Linked DNA regions of Mus musculus: all the other regions are linked to region 3. A link is a contact called in public Hi-C and HiChIP or PLAC-seq data. All regions are on one chromosome and are shown on one strand. The core of a region is the stretch at or near the end of the contact, and the rest is flanking DNA. Distances in the headings are between cores, read along the strand shown.

Evidence for each region. Hi-C and Micro-C count contacts between places; a contact is called where the count stands out from the background. HiChIP or PLAC-seq counts read pairs in DNA pulled down with a chosen protein or histone mark.
Region 1: a Hi-C map of bone marrow-derived macrophages shows a contact between it and region 3, with 30 read pairs. The contact joins two enhancer-like sites. A contact is called at or near these places in 4 of 484 Hi-C or Micro-C datasets (bone marrow-derived macrophages, cerebral cortex and liver), 1 of 115 datasets of contacts at active chromatin or transcription factors (pancreatic cancer cells) and 2 of 9 other capture datasets (adipose tissue and liver).
Region 2: an H3K4me3 HiChIP or PLAC-seq map of bone marrow-derived macrophages shows a contact between it and region 3, with 6 times the contacts expected there. The contact joins two enhancer-like sites. A contact is called at or near these places in 1 of 115 datasets of contacts at active chromatin or transcription factors (bone marrow-derived macrophages) and 1 of 9 other capture datasets (pancreatic islet).
Region 4: a contact with region 3 is called in a Hi-C map of bone marrow-derived macrophages, with 42 read pairs. The contact joins two enhancer-like sites. A contact is called at or near these places in 1 of 15 datasets of contacts at CTCF or cohesin (CD8 T cells), 19 of 484 Hi-C or Micro-C datasets (CD4 T cells, CD8 T cells, the CH12 cell line and 12 more), 12 of 115 datasets of contacts at active chromatin or transcription factors (astrocytes, bone marrow-derived macrophages, cardiomyocytes and 8 more) and 6 of 9 other capture datasets (adipose tissue, bone marrow-derived macrophages, embryonic stem cells and 3 more).

The regions. Positions count from the first base shown.
Region 1 is chr10:94,379,885-94,382,584 of GRCm38.p6, forward strand. It overlaps a transcript of Tmcc3 not described here. Among named protein-coding and RNA genes, the nearest start is that of Gm32827, 45 kb to the right of the region's middle. Within about 2 kb of position 1,322, at least 66 of the 459 cell types and tissues checked have an H3K27ac peak or open chromatin away from gene starts, as enhancers often do. A contact at or near this core is called in bone marrow-derived macrophages and pancreatic cancer cells, where this site is marked.
Region 2 is chr10:94,343,531-94,346,230 of GRCm38.p6, forward strand. It overlaps a transcript of Tmcc3 not described here. Among named protein-coding and RNA genes, the nearest start is that of Gm4792, 46 kb to the left of the region's middle. Within about 2 kb of position 1,286, at least 12 of the 459 cell types and tissues checked have an H3K27ac peak or open chromatin away from gene starts, as enhancers often do. A contact at or near this core is called in bone marrow-derived macrophages, where this site is marked.
Region 3 is chr10:94,543,675-94,546,374 of GRCm38.p6, forward strand. All of the region lies in intron 1 of Tmcc3 (transmembrane and coiled coil domains 3), which reads left to right. Among named protein-coding and RNA genes, the nearest start is that of Gm40743, 30 kb to the left of the region's middle. Within about 2 kb of position 1,352, at least 300 of the 459 cell types and tissues checked have an H3K27ac peak or open chromatin away from gene starts, as enhancers often do. A contact at or near this core is called in adipose tissue, bone marrow-derived macrophages, cortical glia and 5 more, where this site is marked.
Region 4 is chr10:94,415,229-94,417,928 of GRCm38.p6, forward strand. It overlaps Gm32827 (a long non-coding RNA gene), which reads right to left. Exons shown (of 4, transcript XR_871962.3): 4 at 1-2,700. It also overlaps a transcript of Tmcc3 not described here. Among named protein-coding and RNA genes, the nearest start is that of Gm32827, 9.9 kb to the right of the region's middle. Within about 2 kb of position 1,338, at least 83 of the 459 cell types and tissues checked have an H3K27ac peak or open chromatin away from gene starts, as enhancers often do. A contact at or near this core is called in adipose tissue, bone marrow-derived macrophages, cortical glia and 4 more, where this site is marked.

The sequences.
Region 1 (2,700 bases), core at 72-2,571, 160 kb before region 3:
ATTTTTGTTATTTTTAAATCGGTGTGTGTGTATGTGTGTGTCTGTGCGAGTGCGCGTGAGTTCAGGTGCGCCCAAAAAGAGCGTCAGACCCCCTGCAGCTGGAGGTGCAGGCAAATAGCGAGCCATCTGATATAGGTATTTGTTGGGAACTGAACCTGGGTCCTCTGGAAGAGCAGCAAGCACTCTTTTTTTTTTTTTTCTATTACATATTTTCCTCAATTACATTTCCAACGCTATCCCAAAAGTCCCCCAGCAGCAAGCACTCTTAACTGCTGAGCCATCTGGCTAGTCCCATAAGTAGTCATTTTATTTTTAACTATTTGTATGCATATGTGTTTGTGCGTATGTATGTGTGAGTTCCTGCAAGTGTGTGCAGGTGCCTGTGGTGGCCAGTAGAGGGCATATGATCCCCTGGAACTGGAATTTACAGGCAGTTATGAGCCCAAGTACTAGGAACCAAACTCAGGTCCTCTGCAAGAACAGTGTATCAGTCCTGCCCCACATTTACACAGAAGTTAGTAAAGCCAACCTAAGTGATTTCTTCTTTAGAGATACAGACATGTGTGGGGAAAAGTGTAAAGAAAAAGAAAGCTTAGGTTAATTTAGAATTCTTGGGCAGTGGGAAGGGCTGGAGGCTGGGAAGAAGTATGGCCCAAGGGTGGACTTTATTCTCTCTCTCTCTCTCTCTGATCTCAGGGCAAGGATTTTTTTTTCCTTTTGACCTTAAAGAAAGATGGATACATATTATAGACATCCTTTGGATTCTTTGGAAGGTTTAACAAGGAAAATATACAGAAAATAAGCCAAAACAATGTATCAAACTTTATCCTTATTATGCATGTGTGCTTTGGAGGTGATTCATTGCTGACTGTGCCGAGGAAGGTAGCCAGACTCTCCAGCTTTGAAGTGAAGTGCCAGGGAGGTGATTTTCTGCTTGGCAGCTTTAACTCTTTAATACGCTGGTTGTGACAAGTGGCTGCCTGGTTCTCTGCCTGCTGCTAGAATTGACACTGCTCTGGCAAGCGTGCCGGGCGTTCATTGAGCAAACATTTTCCTAATACCTCAGTATACGGTCTGTCTTGTTTCTCAAATGCTGTGAGGAACGTCCCAGTGTCACTTGCATTTCACAGTTAGGAAAAACAGAGACATCCAGGTTGACAGAGTCTGTCTACAGATTCTCACATCCCAGGCTGGGGCTCATTGCCATTGTCTGGGGTCAGTTCCCTGAAATGCTGCCTTCTGCCTGCCCTGCAGTGGTAGAGGCAGAGGCTCGGCCCTTCCAGTCTTTCCTAAGGCAACTTCCTTTTTGTCAGGCTCCACCTTCTTCAGTAGCCTGCACATTCCTGTGGTGTAGTCACCATGACGCTCCCCCCACTGACCCTGCAGGACTCTTCAGGCCCTAGGCACAGTTGCTCAGGGACTGTCTGTTTTCTATGAGGCTGGTTTGTGTCTGGCTTTCTGAGTGTCTTTGACCTCACTGGTGGCTGTGAGGGAGCAGAGCTGAGCAGTCCCTGGTCATATGTGGATACCGCCTCAGTTGAAGTCAGCCTCAGTATGCTTAGCATAGGGAACAAGTACACACGTGTGTATAGAGCAAAAGAGAAAGGAGAAGTGTTGTAGATGGCGTCCCTGTGTCCCAGCAGGAAGACCTACTGTGTGCAGTGAGTGGTCTCCAGGTACAACACAGCTTTGGTGGGTTGTCACTTCCCCAAGGTCCCATCTCTTACTGTCTCTGGAGATGCTACTTCCAAGGCAGGCGATTATTTTACCAAGTCCAATACTTTCTGTCCTTGCTAATGAAGCCAGGCAGGCATCTCTTAAATATAAACCTTGCTCTAGTCCTGGGGACAGACATGAGTGCCTGAATGGTCCTAAAATGGAAGGGGAAGTCTGCTGAGGGATGCTGGGAGATTCTCATCCTTTAACAGAGGAGGGCTCTCAGTCTATGCTGCTTCCTGCTTTGAGTGCAGCGAGGCTCACATGCAGTGCTTGGGGCTGCTGCCGCCATTCCATAATGGTGAGAGCATTCCATAATGGTGAGGCCATTTCATAATGGTGAGGCGTGGGACAAAAAGAATTGGTGATGCTGGCCCACCCACATCTTACCATCACTGACCACCCCACCCCCACCCCCCAGACCCTCAGCATCTCCGAAACAGTCCATCTGAGATTTCATGTCTTGCAAAGAAGAGAGATTCCCAGTTACAGAATCCTATGCCTGCCATTGACTGTTAGCTACATTTTCTGTTATTTGCAACTGTAAAAACAAAATGACTAGGGGAGTTTAGCCTGGTCTGGCCTCTGCAGGTACTCAGATACACATAGCTCCAGACACATACATAATTTTTAAAAAGTCTTTAAAACCCCAGAACTAAGTAGATGGGGTGCAGCAGTTGTCTGTCTTGTCTGTGGTTTAATATTACCCCCCCCCAGGTTTTTCTGGGGCAGCTCAGATATGTGGGTGATGGGAAAGAGGACTGAAGGCTTTGGCCTGACTCTTTCTTCAGGATACTATACTATGTCAGGAGGCCATACAAGGAAGGGTGGGGTGCCTGAGTTAAGGAGTAGAAAGAAGTCGGCAGAGTCACCTTACAGTTTGAATTTATTCAGTTCTTGACTTATTCTCTTGCAGTGGGCTTGGTTATTGTAGGTCCCACATATTGAACAGATTCAACATGCATGGCTTAAGAACACTATTAG
Region 2 (2,700 bases), core at 36-2,535, 200 kb before region 3:
TATGCTTATAGCTTACCTGAAATAGCAACATACCAAGAGCTAACTGGACACTCACCTATAGGAACTGATCGAATAATAGATTATCCACAAACAGTATGACTTAGCCTTTTAAAAATTCCCGGCAGCTGCCGGCATAGCCTCTCCAGAGGCAGGAAACAGGAGAGGTTTGCTGGTTTGGTGGCTAAGTGCTTGCCAAGAGCCTGTGAAGCTTTGGTGTTGATGCCAGCCAGCACTATAAAAATGTGTGAATCTGGGGAGGTGTGAAGAAAAAATTTTTTTAGCATAGTAGTATTTACTAGCTTTAAAAGACTAGCAAGGCTGGGCGTGGTGTCACATGCCTTTAATCCCAGCACTTGGGAGGCAGCGGCAGGCGGATTTCTGAGTTCCAGGATAGCCAGGGCTATACAGGGAAACCCTGTCTCGAAAAACTAAAAAACAAACAAACAAAAGACTAGCAAGTTTGTGTATGCACACACACCCATACATGCATATTGTGTCCCGTGTACGTATAGGATGCGCTTGTGCCCTGTGTAACTATAGGTTATCTGTCAATGGTGAGTGTCACTGAGGAGTCTGGCTGAGGGACTGAGGGGGGTGCTGGGACATTGATTTTTACTTCATATTATTTTGTAGCTTATGAATCTGGTGCACACGCATGAATCAATCCATGCGGAATTAAACTGAAAATCTTTTTTAAAGAGCTAAAACGAGTGAAATCACTCTAACGTCTAGCACGAGAAAATTTACTCAATTGCTTGAAATCGACCTGAATCATTTTTCAATCACAGGTGAGGCTGCCCTGCCCTAAGAAATATACATAGTTGTTTCCCCTTCGTGGGGGTGTTTTGACAGAATAACAGTTCTCTGTCAGCCTTTGATCGTCTTTCGTGGTGGAACGCCCCTCTCCCAGGGCAGAGTTTCAAGTTTTTCTGCTGCTATCTTTCCTTCTGATTTTCAGACAGCCCACCTGCAAGTTAACTTGACCAATGCACAAACATGAAAGTTCCGGGGGTTGGGGGGCTGTGCTGCTGGTGACTGCTACTATGCGCAGTGACTGCTACTCTGCGCAGTCCGGCCCTTTATTTTTCTGTTTCTTACCCACTAAGTGCAGAGATATCTGGAGTATGTTCCCCAGTGGTCACTCCCTGCTGATGACGTCCACGGTATGCGCACACAGGCCTCTGTGGTCTGCTGTGGTGTTTCCACCTGGGAGATTCTTGGCAGCTTGCTGAGAAGTTCTTGGTCCCTACTCTGACTTGAACGTCCAGCCACTTCCGTATTGGGCTTAGAAGGGCAGCACTGCCTCTCAGGATGGGAAGTGCTTGGAGGTGGCGGGGCGGGGCGGGGCGGGGCAGGGGGGGCGGGGAGAAGGATGCCTGGTCCTGGAGGCAGACAGGACTGGTTGAAGATGAAGAGATAGATACCAGTACCACTTCTCTCCGGTTTCTGGCTTCACCCTTCAAGCCTCACCCATTGTGGCTTAATATTCGGTCAAAAAGGATGTTTGGCCATTCCATGTTGAGGCTTCAGCAGGCACTGCATGCTTCTGTCTGTCCTTTTGCCTGCCCGCCATTGCCGTGAGAAAACAGTCTCAAAGGAAAGCTGCCATGACCCAGGATTTCCTGGCCAAGATCTCTAAATCCAACAGTCAATCAGCTGACACCAGACTGGTGGTCACGTGAGGGTGTGAGTAACCCCAGCCAAGGCCAGCAGAGACCCCCTAACTGACCACCCAGACCCCTGTGCGTTTGCTGTCGGGGCACTAGTGAGGTTCTCTGATCGCTTTCTCTGCAGCATCACTGTGGAAAACAGGTAGCAGACACATGCCGAAATGTTCAGAAACCGCAGGAGGTGGCGCACGCCTTTAATCCCAGCACTTGGGAGGCAGAGGCAGAGGCAGGTGAATTTCTGAGTTCAAGGTCAGCCTGGGCTGCAGAGTGAGTTCCAGGACAGCCAGGGCTACACAGAGAAACCCTGTCTCGAAACAAAAAACACAAAACAAAACAAAAAAAAAGAGTTTTCTTACTTTTTTAGTAGGACACCATTTGACGACACAAAGTGGTTTCTGGTCAAAAGAAAGAAAAACAAGCAAGCAAGCAAGGCCCAAGTTCAACACAACAGATCAGCCAGGGCTATGTAGCAGAGTGAGGAGAGTACCATGGAGTTGGTGAGGTGGTTCCTACAACAGAAGAGGAAATGGAAAAGTCCAGGCAAAGATTGCAAAATAGAAAATGAAAGTCAGGGAGATATGTGGTCACATATATTAAATATGTGTATAAAGTCATCAAATGGTAAACATTATGAGTAACATCTGAATACCTAAATAAGCCTATGTAGCTCAAAAAGAAAAACAATAAAAGAACATAGCCGATAGTAGGAAGAAAACATTTGGCTTTTTAGTGATAATTCCATTACACGACAGTAAAGGGTAGCAAATGTAGATAATGCTCACAGAATTATCAGGGCCTCAGGCCACTTGTGGGTTTATTCATGAGGAGAGCTGTTGATCGGAGTATACACCAGGCACAGCCTGTTGACTGTGACAGGGAAGTGAGCTGTCCAGGAGGGTAGAAACATTGCAAAATCCATAGGACACCCCCACATCCAACATTTGAATGAAGGAACGTCACCTCACATTTCTTGCTGTTAGAATATTCAATCTTTTACATTTTTCTCCAAATTACCTTGAGATTTTATGCA
Region 3 (2,700 bases), core at 102-2,601:
TTGGTCATGAGCATCCCTGCCAGTGTACGTAGGTTGTAGGTGTCCCATCTCCTCCCCACCGCTCCCTGTCTCTTTCTGTCTGCTGAGTAGTATCTCATGGCAATTTTGTGCTGAGAAAATTTTTCTTTCCATGAAAGTTGTCCCTATACACGCTACTAGGTAAAATATCCTTAACTTAATTAACAGTCCAGTACAGATGCACATCCTGTGTCATCCTAGGCAAACGGACAGGACATTCACTCATGGTTCTCCCATGGGGTAGCTGCTGCTTCGTGAGTATGATAGTAGAATATGAACATCTTACCACTGTAGCCAGCTGGAAGCCAAAATAGAATCCATGCCCTCTTCTGAGACAGGCTGCCCAAAGCTGTGAATTCCCTCATCAAGAACAAGTGGCTGAACAAATGCTTGGCACCCAGAGCCAGAATAAAAGCTAGGCAGAATGAATGAATAACTCTAGCTTTGGGAGTCAGGCACAGTTGTCGCGTGGCAGCTTGATCAAGCTACTCAAGGCTGTCGGAACCTTGGTGGTAGTAACTCCGTCAGTCACACGGTGAGATGCGAAGTGCCGGGCTCAGGACAGACACTCAGCTGACGTTAACTCCCTTTCCATATATAGCTTTGTTGTTAGCATCAGATATATTTTTTTTCCCAGATAATGGCAGAGCAGAGGATTCATTGTGTTGTTTAGATATCTTCTCTTTGCAGAGAAATAACGAGCTCTTGGCAAAAAAAAACCTTAGTGCTGGTAGAAATGGATACTGCAATTTGGTAGCTGCTGACTGACACGTGTTTGCCAAACAGCTATTCAGTCTTGAGCAAGCTCACCTAAAAGCGGGGAAAATGGGAGAATCCTGTAGTTTTATCCTCTTTGCCAGGTATTTATTTGGAAACAAATATCTTTGTAAAGTCCCAGCTTAATTTTTTTTTGTGTGAATAAAATGTTGACACGCTTTGGCTTAAGAGTTCAAACTATCCTATGTGAAACTTAAGTGTTAGTCGACACAAAGGTGTCAGACGCTTTCCAAAGGCTCATTGCTTTGATTTTTGATTTTTGGGTTTTTTTGGTTTTTGATTTTTAAGAAAATGTTGGTCTTTTTGTCACTGGAGTCTTTTGGGTTTTTTTTTTGTTTGTTTTTTGTTTTTTTTGTTTTTTTTTTCTTGCCCTGCAGGGAAGTCCTAGTAACAGGCTTCATGTCTGATTGGGTTCCATGGCAACAGAGGTTGTGACTTTATTAAAAGAGAGCCCGAGCATGCCAAGAAAGATAAAAATCAGAACATGGGAGATGTCCGAAGAGATGCATGTGTTCTGAGGGCCGTGTGCCCTGGAATGCAATCGGTTTCTCGTTCGCTGTCCTTGGTCTCCGTTAGCAATATGAGGCCCACAGCGTTGCCCCTGAGGTCACAGGGTTCAGGGCTCTCTCTTTGAAAACACATTTACATGTTTGCTTTTCATTCATTCACTGATCTTGCTTTTAATATCTTTTGATGTATTAGGAAAAATCCAAGCAGTTATGTGAAGAACCTAGGCAGGAAAGGATTCTGGTTTTTAAGGTAGGAGGAGAATATATGGCATCCCTTTTTGGAACTCATTACAGCTGTAAACTGTGCGATGGTGTGGGAGGGCCAATTAGAGGCAATTATAACCAGCTCGAGCTTTCCCTGAGTCAAAGCTTGCTCTGAGCTTTCCAAGCTGGGTCCTGGGAGGGTGGGGCGGAGCAGAGTGCTTCTCCTCCTTGTTTCTCAGTTAGAAAAGCTGATTCTGGTCTACAAGCGGAGCGTCTGTAGCAGGGCTTGCCATCCTTTCTCTCCCGACCACGACCACAAGAGGCTGGCAGTTGCCAGGACCAGAGCTGTTTGGCTCAAAGTGCTAACAGGAGCTGAGGAAACAACGGTGAGGTGGTTGAATCAGCCTGCGCTCCTGCCTTCTTGTTGCTTTCTTTCTCAAGGGTAATCAGTCAGGCCTTTCCCCTCATTCTGATACTGAAAGTGAAAGAAACCGAGGGGCCGGTCAAATCAGACAGGTCACCCTGTCTGTCATCCTCTAAGCCGGTGGGTGGCACGTTCTGACCTGCATCCGGAACTCAGACTTTGTTAGTCACGTACCCACAGCTGCCTCACGGTGAATCAGAAACTTCGCAGATACTTGGACTCTGATGATTAAACATAGCAGGCAGTATTGGTCTGTGAGCAAAGAATGAGCTCACCACGTTCTGGGCCCCCGAGCCATAGTTAATCAGACCTTGGGGAAATTATGTCACTCAGTCAGCCCTGGTTCCGTTCTTCACAATGAGCTCGACCTGAACAGATGCTTCTCAGACTTCCCTGTGTATAATATTACAGCCTGGGCTCCAGCCCAGGACACGGAACCTCCTAGAAATTCTGATTCACTGTCTCGGGTGGGGCAAGGAGGGTTAGAGGCCCCAGGTGATCTCATGAGTAGTTGTTCTGGAAATACCGCTTACCTGGCTCACTGATGGCAAACTAGTTGGAATCAAAACTGGAGGGAGAAGGGAAGCTGTCGGGTATAGATTCCCATTGATCAGGATTAGGCAATGGTGGCCAGGCTCAAAAACAGGGCCCCACTTTCCCAGCTCCCTTCTCGGCTCAAACATAGCTGTCTTCCCTGCCTGCCCCCCACATCTCTAAGGAACCAGAAGGGGCCGAAGTGATGAGAGGCCAGTTGGGTTTGTTCGTTCT
Region 4 (2,700 bases), core at 88-2,587, 130 kb before region 3:
TACTCAGTGTCTGTCTGTGGCCTCCATGTGGACATGCACATACCTGAACCTGTATGTACACATGCACACACACAAGTTCAATCAATGTACATGTACACACACACACACATACACACACACACATGTCTGAGCACATCACCTTAAAGGAGGAAAGGTTTATCTTGCCTTATGGTTCCTGAGGCCTCAGTGCATCGTGGCTGGGACAGTGTTAGTCATCCCAGCAGAGGGGAACCAGAAAGGAAGAGAAAGCCTGAGCTAGTAGGCTTGACCTTCCTGTACCGTATTCGGTACAGATCCCTGCCTATGGGATGATGTCACGTACACGCAGAATGTCTCTCCCTGCCTTAATCAATGCTCGCTGGAAACACCCCCGTAGAGATATACCATATTAATGTAGGCACTGCTCAATCCAACCAAACTGATGAGATTAAGTGGCACAGCCACTTCATGCGGCATGCAGTAATGGATGGATGGGTGTTACTACTCTCCCCCTTTACAGGTGCAGAAACTGAGGCTCAAGGAACACCAAATTCATTAGGCCAAAAAAAAAAAAAAAATTAAGAAAAAGAAAAGAAAAGAAAAAGAAAAAAAAAAAAGGAACCAGCTTTCAGTGGGATGGACGACAGACAGATCCTAAGAAAAAGAAACCCGACGAGCCCTGAGACAGACGGCAGGCTTCTGGGCATAAGTCATAGTTACATGTGTACCAGAGGTAGGAGTCAGTCAAGCAGGGGAGTACACTCCAGCAGCCTTGCAGATGAAGGCAAGAGGGCCTTCTGATGCCTAGAGGCAGAGAGAGCTCAGGGAGACGAGCAGTGTGGGGTGAAGTCTGCTGCGTGTAGAGACATGGCTGTATCAAGTTGCTGTCGGCCATGGACTGCAGCTGGGGAAAGGAACTCAACAAAGGACGGATGTGAAGAGAGGAGAACGGGTTGTTACGGTAACGGATCTCAGGGCTTGTTCTCATGCTGCATTTTGCTTCAGTCCAAGGTTGTTCACGGGACACTGCCTGAGTGGTCAAGATGCCAGCCTTCGGGAAGCTTCCAGCTCCCTTAGTTCCAATTCATTAACATGTTAGTTTATTTCTTGCTGCCTCTTGGGCGCTGTGCTCCAGCAAGTACCGGTTGCACGTGTACATTTATCACTAGCTGGGCTCAGGGTGCCCAACACCCCCCTTCCCCCTCCCTGCTTCCCCAGAGACTCCCCAGCTAGCCACCGCTTTACCAAATGTGACTTCTCGCTAGTCCTAAGTAGTGAGTGCTCCTCCTCTGTTAATGTGAGGCCAAGGAAGAAGCAGGGGCCAAACAGAAAGCAAGGCTTTGTCAAGGGTCTCAAAAGAATGGAACAAGGAAATTATGTAACCAGACGAGTGAGGGGCGGAGTAACCCCGTGTCAGCCAGAGGTGTTCTCAGGACCTGGCTTGTTACTGGCTGGAGTCTGTGTTTCCTCACAGTTGCTTGGTTTCCAAGCCTTCCCACAGGGATGGAAGGCTTTGCTCGCTCTCTGTGTGTTTTCAAGAGGCTAACTGGAAAGCCCTCCTACTCCCTCGGGTCAGCAACAAGAAAGTGGCATACAGCCGTCAGCCCGGGGAATGGCAACAGTCTGTCCCCGTCCATGGTCTGTGTCTGTGTTCTGTGTATTTCCATTGGCTGTTCTTTCAGAGGATGCTCGGCATGCACACGGTAGCTCACACAAGTCTGTAACTCCATCCCGGGGCTTGCAACCCCCTCTTCTGGCTTCTGTGGGTCCCGGGCACACATGTGGTGCACAGACAAGACATGCAGGCGAAGCTCCTGGGCACATAAAAGGGGGAGAGGAGATCTGAGATTTGCTCTGAAGTATATTAATATATTTACAGAAAGCATGGGTTTGAGAAATGAATGGCAGACACACAGCATTCCATTCCCTTCCCTCTGCTTCTTTAAAACCATCTTAACATCTTTTTATAGTTTGTTGCTGTTGTTTGTCGAGACAGAGTATCACATGGTCCAAGCCAGGCTTTCGCTCACTGGGTAGCTAAAGCTGTTCCTAACGTCAATACTCAAGGCCATTGCAGATGTTGGGAAGTACTCTGGAGAAAGCTACAGGGAGCCAGACACACAGCAGTCAGGAAAGTTGGTGACTGGAGAAGACCCCTCTGGAAGGCCCTGTTGGAACAGCCATGAAGGACCAGCAAGAACCTTAACAGGCACAGAGAGAGATGGCTTTCTAGGCAGGGGGCTCTAGGGACAGGGTATACCTTGGTTAGATGGAAGCCCAAGTGTCCAGTATTTAGAGGGGGTCTTGGTGGCTGTCTTTCCTCCTTTCCTCTCTTCTTCCTCTCCATCCCTTTAAAATTCTTCCCAGAGATCAGCTTGTCTCTCTGGGGTCCATTTTCCATTGGTTTGGGTTTAGGTGTTCTCCCAGATTGCACTGATGTTCTGTGTGGATTTTTGTTTGAGGGATCTTCTGTGGAAACCAGGCTAGGCTACAGGGCTACAAAAAAATAATAAAATAAAATAAAATAAAACCCAAAAAACAATGTGTGCAAATTAGAGAGGGATGCCTTGGTAGGCAGGGCTCCATTGTTTAGAAAGGAATGAGAATATGGAAGTTGGCTGTCTGTCCCGCAAAAGCCACATCCTGACTCATCTGTCACAAGTCGAGCCAGCAAACTAGTTGTAAAAGGAACCAAAGAAACAGAAACAAGAAATAAATCAT